Regions from separate parts of the Mus musculus genome. Here region 1 is linked to region 2. A link is a contact called in public Hi-C data. All regions are on one chromosome and are shown on one strand. The core of a region is the stretch at or near the end of the contact, and the rest is flanking DNA. Distances in the headings are between cores, read along the strand shown. Region 1 has its middle 34 kb from the start of Gm34589. Region 2 holds the start of Uchl3 (ubiquitin carboxyl-terminal esterase L3 (ubiquitin thiolesterase)).

What was found. A called contact is a pair of places that touch in the nucleus more often than the background predicts.
Region 1: a contact with region 2 is called in a Hi-C map of B cells, with 6 read pairs. The contact joins the enhancer-like site here to the promoter of Uchl3 in region 2. A contact is called at or near these places in 3 of 39 promoter capture datasets (cranial neural crest, hippocampal neurons and pre-B cells) and 1 of 484 Hi-C or Micro-C datasets (B cells).

The regions. Positions count from the first base shown.
Region 1 is chr14:102,866,372-102,870,414 of GRCm38.p6, forward strand. No RefSeq gene overlaps it. Among named protein-coding and RNA genes, the nearest start is that of Gm34589, 34 kb to the left of the region's middle. Within about 2 kb of position 1,985, at least 10 of the 459 cell types and tissues checked have an H3K27ac peak or open chromatin away from gene starts, as enhancers often do. A contact at or near this core is called in B cells, where this site is marked.
Region 2 is chr14:101,652,628-101,657,020 of GRCm38.p6, forward strand. Uchl3 (ubiquitin carboxyl-terminal esterase L3 (ubiquitin thiolesterase)) reads left to right here and starts at 1,340. Exons shown (of 9, transcript NM_016723.2): 1 at 1,340-1,478; 2 at 1,581-1,592. The coding sequence starts at 1,437.

The DNA of each region.
Region 1 (4,043 bases), core at 735-3,234, 1.2 Mb after region 2:
AGGAAACATTTCTGTTTTCCTATTGATGAATAGCTGTAGTAATGGCTACAATTCATAATGGGGTTTTAAATGTCCAGATAAAGTGTTCAGATTCAAGTAATTAAAATAGAGGCCTCCTTAAACTTGGATACCAATCAGACATCATGCACTTGAACCTTAGCTGTTAGAGACATGAACAAACCTTAATAAACACCAGTTTTCTCACTTGTAAGATGGCTAGATACTATCTAGACACTAGGTTGTTATGTAATAGATGAGGCAATGATAGCATGAAAATAGGAAGTTTTCCAAAATAGACAGCTGGGACATGAAAGAACCTGACTCAGTCCCTCCGATTCCAAACTGTCTATTTCTGCAAACTGACCATGACCTCTGAGGGTGATACACAGACAGGCACAAAGAGTGACTTGGAAAAAGTCATCTCTGCACTCAAAGGACTAGGGCAAGAGAGTAGAAAGTTCAAGGACAGCCTGGCCCCCAGCATGAGATCCTGTAGAAATGTAAATATATAAATATACATTCTGCTTGAATCTCACATTCATCAGAAATACTAGTTGTGACCGATTCTTTTATATTACCTCAAGGAAGGTAATATTTTCTCACCAGTGTTTGATGCATTGTGAAATTTTTTTTAAAAAAAGTATTTCATAAAAAAAGAAACAATAAATTACTTCTAAGTAAACTTAAATAACCTAACATTTTATCATTAATGAAGTTATATTATAAAAGGGTTGACATGATGTTTCCTGATCTTTGGTTATAAGTTAGACAAGACAGGTAGGTGGTTTATCAACGTGACCAGTCTATACCACCTAACTTAGCTTTTAGCATTCAGTAAGTATTTTTTAATTGAACTGAGTTCAGTTGGATGAAATTGAATTACACTGTCTCTGTGATCCTCATCCATAATTCAGAGATGTTTGGGTCTTGCCCGCTTTCCCCAGATTGTTCAGCATCTTACAATGTTTTATACAATGGACACAGATCAGACTTATTGCCGCAAGAAAAGGAAACATTCCGCATTCAGTGATGTACGAATTGTTTTCAATGTTTTTGCTTAATGTATGAGCTAGTACAAGTTGTCTGAGGGTCTACTATGTGACACTAACCCAGATTTGATGCAAATATCACACCTTCACTGTAGAACCCAGAAATAAGCTCATGGCGATTTTCTTTGTAAGGGGGTTGCTGGAATCAAAGGTTTGATGGCACAGAAGATAAGATGACCTCGAGGCGACTCAACTTTTAAGCTGACTCAAAGGAGTGTGTGGGTTCAAGTTCATCTTCCTTCTGAAAAAAAAATGCTGTGTTTCCATAGAATGCCTCTCTAAAGAGTTTTTCTTTCTCCCACTTCTGCATTCGATTGCTGATTCTACAGTTGCTCTTCTAAGCCATCAGGAATTCTGTCCTGTCACTGTCTGAGCCTCTTTACTTCCCTCCATGTTCAGCATATATTTTGTAGTCTATTGCCTTGACAGCTCTGGTATATATTTTTTTCTACTAGAGCAATCTCAGCTCATCTTTCTCTAACTTCTTTGCCTAAAAATGAGTCAACATGTATTGGTGGGGAATTCCAACCCTTAGTTTATACTGAGACCTAAGATGTAGAAGAGGCTCATAGTTTCCCCATACCCTTGCATCTGGAAAAAAAGAAAAGCTGGGATTTGAATCAAGCCTCCAGAGCACTGCTTTCCCCTCTGCATCACACGCTGTATCACACAAGGTTTAATCCTCTCTGCATCCTACCTAATATACCCTATGTTCTTGAGGATTCCTGTCCTACAGTCTCAGCAGCTATCTCTATTAACAATTATTAGACACAAGTTTTTCCAAACTCAAAAAAGAAACCTATTTCTGCTTTCAGAATCTATGGTTCAAACTGTTGTCTAGATTTCTTACCACATTTCCAAGCTTGATACAGTGACTGCATGAAGCAAATACATAATAAATACTAGGATATTATGTGAGTAGATGAGTGGGAGTGAGCTTTGAAAAAGGAGAAATTCAGAAACTGGCCACAAGTTTCAAGTTAGCTCACCCCGGGGGAACAATGAACTATTTGATGCATAAACTTTATTTTAAAATGTTTTAAACTAATTTCCATTTCAAAAAAGGTGACACAAAGTCAGAATTCTCTCCATCTTCTTCCTGGAAATCAACACAAAGTATCAAAGAAACTAGGAAACAGAAATTCATATTGTGTTCTGACAAGTACTAGTGATTACTAAGTCTAAACAAAATGGAAATGCAAAACCTCCAAAACACAGAGGAAATGGTATCTCACAATGACTGCACATCGGAGGAAATAGCAAAGAACATGTTCTCCAGGTGAACAATCCCACTGTCGGCATACATTAAGAAAAAAATAAGATTGGAAGCCCATTTGGAACCTTTATATCCATCCATAGTCACAGTAGTTAGAATATGGAGTCAACATAATGACCCTAAGGATGTATTGCTTTTAAAAAATTGACATATGAATTTGGTTCAGTCTTTAAAAATATATAAATTCTGTTATTTACAAAGATGTAAATAAAAGTAAGCTCAAAACATAAAAACAGATACTGACTGATACCATATAATTATGCAATCCAGAAGGTCGAATTCATAACAATAGAAGGCAAATGGTGATGAGCAGAAACTTACAGTTGGGGAGAGTGTAAAGACATCAGTCAAAGGGAAAAAAACCTTTCAGTTATCAAGTGAACATATTCTGGAGATTGAATGTATATCAGGGTAATGATAAAGTGCTAATTAGTTTGAGTGCTGCCATCATTACACAAAGTGTACATACATCAAAGTATCATATTACAGATCTTAACTATATCCCATCTTCATCTGTCAATTGAATCTTTAGCAAAGTAAAATCAATTAAATGTCTTTTAAAAGCAGCACCGTGATTCAGCACCGACATGAGAAATTATCCTGCAAATGAAAGGACCCTTAAGCGGAGGAGTTGTTGGTAGATTTCGTGTTTGTGAACCTAGTACTCACCTTAGGAAGCTATGCTTGTTCTAAAGCAATCGATCACCTATCTAAGGAACAGAAGCAGATGGCGCTGCCTTCTATTGTGTTTCCTGAGAAAAATGCCAATGGATTTCTTCCCACATGCCAACCAATGTAAGGAAAAGCGAAGAACTTTCCAAATCTCTGAAATAGATGAGAGAGCTATCAAAGCACCGAAACTGGCAGGACAATGCATATGTCTGTTAAGTTATCATTAAGGCTTATGACAGAGATTCATAAGAAACCTTTTTTTTCTTCTCTAGCATTATATAAGATAATATCCTAAAGTTGGCGGCATCATAAAATTATACACTTCAAAACTAAAGATGTCATGGAGATTTGGGGATTTTTTTTTTTACTTTAAATAAAAATACAAAAAGCAGGATGCAAAATTGTGAATACAATGATATCATTTTAGAGTAGTGTGAAGAAAGTACAAAAAAATCCATTAAAATTTTCAGTCTATAAAATGAAATGGTTGTTGATTCTTTTTCTCCTTCATTTAAATGTTTCCAAAATACTGTCAAACAATGTGTTTTAGCTAAGCTACTATTTAAACTATTAACAATAAACAAGAAGCAAGTCCCTCTGGGTACTTGCAATCTATTTATACCATTATTATTATTATTATTATTATTATTATTATTATTATTATTATTATTTTCCAAGTCTCTTTATATTTCAAGTGATTGTTATTTAGTATAGAGATATATTCTGTAAATACAAAAGTTTTAAATTCTTTCTTACCTGATTTCTAGATTGAACTAAAGAATTCCAACCCAATATTTCTATATTCTTAACACTTTCACAATGGTGAATTTGGTTTCCTCGGCTATTGCTATTTTAACCAAAAATGCCTCACTTCAATTTTTACATTTAATACTTTTTTGTGAATTTAATAGATGAGTAGTGTGTTTATATTTTACGTTTCTGTTGGATACGTCATTGATGAAAACTGACAGAAAAATTCCCCTAAGCAGCATATGTAGTTGGATGGGACAGGTTCCCTATGGTGGCAAGCCTTCATCCCCATGTTC
Region 2 (4,393 bases), core at 90-2,589:
GAAAAGCGGCTGTCTGAAAATTCCCCTGGCACCCCAAACAGCCCCAGTAGAGACTGAGACTATAGCAAGCACCACAAGAGATCAGGCAACTGCAGCTAACCGATCATGAGCCCAGCATTGCCAGATTTACCAAGTCATGAGGTTGGACAGATATGGCATCAAGCCATCAGACAAATAGGGAGGAGTCAAGGGATTACAAGAGTCACCGGGTTATAAAAATAATAGCCAGAGCATGCGTGGGAGAGTTGGAAATTTCCCAAGAAGGACAAATTCAGCATAATAATATTTTTCTCACTTCTTAACTAACCTTTCCCTGAAATCCTTCTCTTCGATACAGAATAGTAATATATATCAGATCAAATTTCTGGAGTCCTGCCATGACTCTTGGTTCCTACATATCAAAAGGATTGCTCCTTGAAATATCTTCTGCTTCTCTGTCTTCATAAATGTTACCTTGTGTCAACTTTCCTGTTTTTGCATTTCCCCACATAACTGACAGATGGTATTTCTGCATACATGATTATTCCACTTCTCTCTCCTTTGTGACACTGAGATTGGGCCCAGGGCCTCAAGCATGCTAGACAAGTGCTCTACCATTTCTCAAATAGCCCTTGAGAAATCTCCTATGTACTAGCCATTGAGTTAAACCCTGAAAAACAAACAAACAAACAAACAAACAAACAAAATCATTACATTTGTCATCCTGAAATTTAGTGGGATGGCGAATGGATTTCAAAATGCTGTTTAAAGTCCTTCAGTTTGTACCAAACAGTACATTGCCTGATTTCCTCTTTGTAGTGGCTCCATATTGTTTCTCAAGCAGAACTGAGTATCTATCTACCTATCACCTATATCCACCATTTACCTATTACCTGTATCTCGGGCAGTGCAATAACAGATAAGGCCAACATATCATTCCAGTATCCTCACAAAGGAGCAGGAAGACCATGATTCCAAGGAGTCAACCCCTCTGGCTTGGCTGCCTTAAGGCTAGCAAACCGGTCCCACTCTCACAGAGTAGGAATCCATGACGCGCCCCCTAGAGCTTCTGGTTGGCATTGCAAGAAGGTGAGGTTGCCTGCGAGCACGCGGCCCGGTGGCGCATGCGTAGAACTCGGGAGCTCGCTCGGGGGAAGGGAGAGTCCAAGTGTGAGGGGAGTTCACCGTTGATCAAAGCTTCTTTTTCTCATGAACTAGGACATGGCTCAGGCTTATCAGTTTAATTTGCCTTTTAACTTCATTAGTAACTCCAGGGCTGAGTCTCCGTAGGGAGAGATCAAGCGTCTTGGGGGTCGTGGAAGTCCATTCGTTGGTTTCCCCCTCGGGGCGGCGTTTGGATGGTGCCGGCCGGAGCGCGCGGGGGCGGAAGCGGCGGCGGCGGCGGCTGCGGCGGTGGTGGCGGCTGTCAGAGCTGGAGAGCGGCCGGCGGAGCAGTCATGGAGGGTCAACGCTGGCTGCCGCTGGAGGCCAACCCTGAGGTGAGCGCGGCCGGGTTCCGCAGCCAGGGCCTGAGCGGGTCGGGAGGCCGGCGCCAGCCCGCATGCGCGCGTCGCTAAACCCTCTTCTGTGTCTCGTTTCAGGTCACCAACCAGGTGAGTGCGGTCGGTGCCTGTCACCCCGGACCCCGGAGTCCTTCCCGCCTTCCCCGCCAGCCTCCCCGCTGGCCTTCACCTCTGCATCCCCAAGGATCCAGGGATCTCATCCCGGGCGGGCAGGCGGCCCCAGGCTGCGGCTGTGGGCGGCTCCGCCCCTCTCGGGCCACCACCTGGCTCGGGGAGATGCCGGTGCAGCGAGCGTCCTCTGTCCCTCCGTCGGACCCCGCGTCGCCGGCGCTGCCTGGGGCACCCGGGGTCTGAGGTTTGGTAGCCCCTCGCCTGGTATCCCCACCCCGTGCCTTTCCCCATCTTGGTTCGTCTCCTTGCCGTTGCGGGTTCCATCCTGTTCCTTGACCCTGTCCCTTCTAAGGTGACTAATTTGCCAACACTTCCTGACTCCCGGCTTTGTAAACTTGCCCACCCAGTTCTGGTAATTCCATCCACCTCCTGTACAATGAAATCACCTTTCAGTCATCTCTTGCCCCATCGAGGTCCTTCTCTTCCCTGCCACGCCCCCTTTCTCTCCCCGTCTTTCGAAGGTGGACCTGGTCCTTGCCTCCTGTACCACACAAAGCCCGGTTTAATGGTTGTCCTGCAATGCGTAGCCACCTGCTACTCTTAAAAGGGAGTTTGTTTTGGATACTGAAGGTTGGGGCTTGGGATGCCTTTCAGACCCCAAATTAGGTGGTGGAATGCATATATATATATATATATATTTGCACAGATATGTATTAATTAGCCTTTTTTTCTGCTCTCAGATTTAGTTCACCTTTAACAGTTCTCTTAGTTTGTTATATAGTTTTCTTCCTTTTCTTCCATCTTTCTTCTCATAACCGAAGGATAAAGATCTATTATCAACGTTTAAAAATGCTTTTTTGAGACCAGACATCGTGGTACATGTCTGCCAGTATCAGCGTGTGGGAGGCTGAGGTAAAGAGGATTTTGAGTTCCAGCCCAGCCTGAATTGAAATGCTGCCTAAAAACCTGCTCCCTTCCTCCAATTATTATTATTATTATTGTTATTTTTAACGGTTTTTTTAAAAGCATTTTAGCAAATTCTTTGTATAAAACACACAGGCTTTATGTTAGAGGTGACATCCTTTGTCTTTTGGAATTTTTGAAAGTGTTTTCATTTATTTTGTTTCATTTATTGTTTCATTGATTTCGGGTGGAGGTCAGAGGACAACTTTCTAGATTCAGTTCTCTCAGTCCCTCAGGTGGGTCCTTGGGATTAAACACAGGTCTTCTGTATTTGCTGGTGGGAGGAGCCTTGACTCACTGGCCTGACTCCCTGTAGCTTATGTGGGTTTGTTATATATTTTTGTTAGCATCAGTTCCTATCTTCTTAGTAAGGTGAACTGTGTAAAGTTTAAAAGCCAGCACTTCCCCGTTGCCTTGCTGTTCACAGCACCCTTTCTGGAAGAGGCCAAATTCCTTTTGTTCTTGACTTTGAAATTTGCTCATCTCTTTCCCTAGTGCATTTTATTTTGTCAAGAGAAAAATCTCAAAGAATTTCCAACTTCTGTGCATAAGAAGAAGTGTGTATTTGAGCTGTAAAGCAAAGTGATTTTTACACTTTAGCGATAGCAATTTACTATATATGTGATAGCTTTCGCTCCATTGATCTGTCTGTTCCTCTTTCGGTTATCGTTCTCTTTGTTGTGGCTTTATAAGTCCTCAAATTGTATGAAGCCAGCATTGTACCTTTTCTGAATTGTTTAGGCTTTTCTAATTGCTTTACCTTCCAAATAAATTTTAGAATGCTTGTCAATCTGTACAGAAACTTGATTGGTGAATGTGGCAATTGGATAGACATATTCTGAGGGGTGTGTCTTTACTACAGTGGATCTTGTCATCTTTGACCAAGGTGGATCATCACTTAATTAGGTCTTTGATTTCTCCATCGGTGTTTGATAGTTTGAGCACATAGCTCTTGGGAAAAAGATTATTGGATACCTACAAATTTGATGATTTGAGGCGCTCTTGTAAATGGTATTGCTTTAAAAGTTCATTCTTGAGTTCTTTGCTATGTATTGAATGCAGTTTAAAGATCTGCCCACATCCTCAACTAAGTTCAGGGAGTAGCTGCACTGCACCTCAGTGTATCTGGCATCTTCTCGGTGGGTCTGGAGTAGCTGCACTGTGCCTCAGTGTATCTGGCATCTTCTCGGTGGGTCTGGAGTAGCTGCACTGCACCTCAGTGTATCTGGCATCTTCTCGGTGGGTCTGCACCTCAGTGTATCTGACATCTTCTCGGTGGGTCTGGAGGGTTTCCTGATCAGACAGACAGACAGACAGACGTGTTCTCTGCAGTCACGTGCTCAGTCCCAGACTAACCACCTTTATCTCGTTTTCCTGTCTTAGTTCACGTGGTAATGTCTTAACTATGGCTTCGGAGTGCTGGTTTCTGCTTAGCTGGGGAAGCTTAGACTCCTTCATTCTAAAGTTAGGCGCTTACAGAGGTCTTGGAGAGGCTTTCCCTCAGCTAAATAAGTTCCACTTTTTCCTAACTTGTAAAGATTTTTATTAATTAATGTTCAAATTCCTCAAGTGATTTTCTAAAAAAGCATTTGATGATGATCATGGAAAGAATGATATATAATTATATATAAAGATAAATGAACAGAGATAGGACCAGTATTCTTCTGTACCCAAACTAGACAAACTATGAGAAGAAAGTGTGTGCGCATGTGCACAGGAACCTCATTCCTAGATAACTTTGACACATTATAAAATGCTCACTCTGTGGGCTTGTATCTCTTATTAATATGGCCATAAAGGCCTTCAACAATAGATGC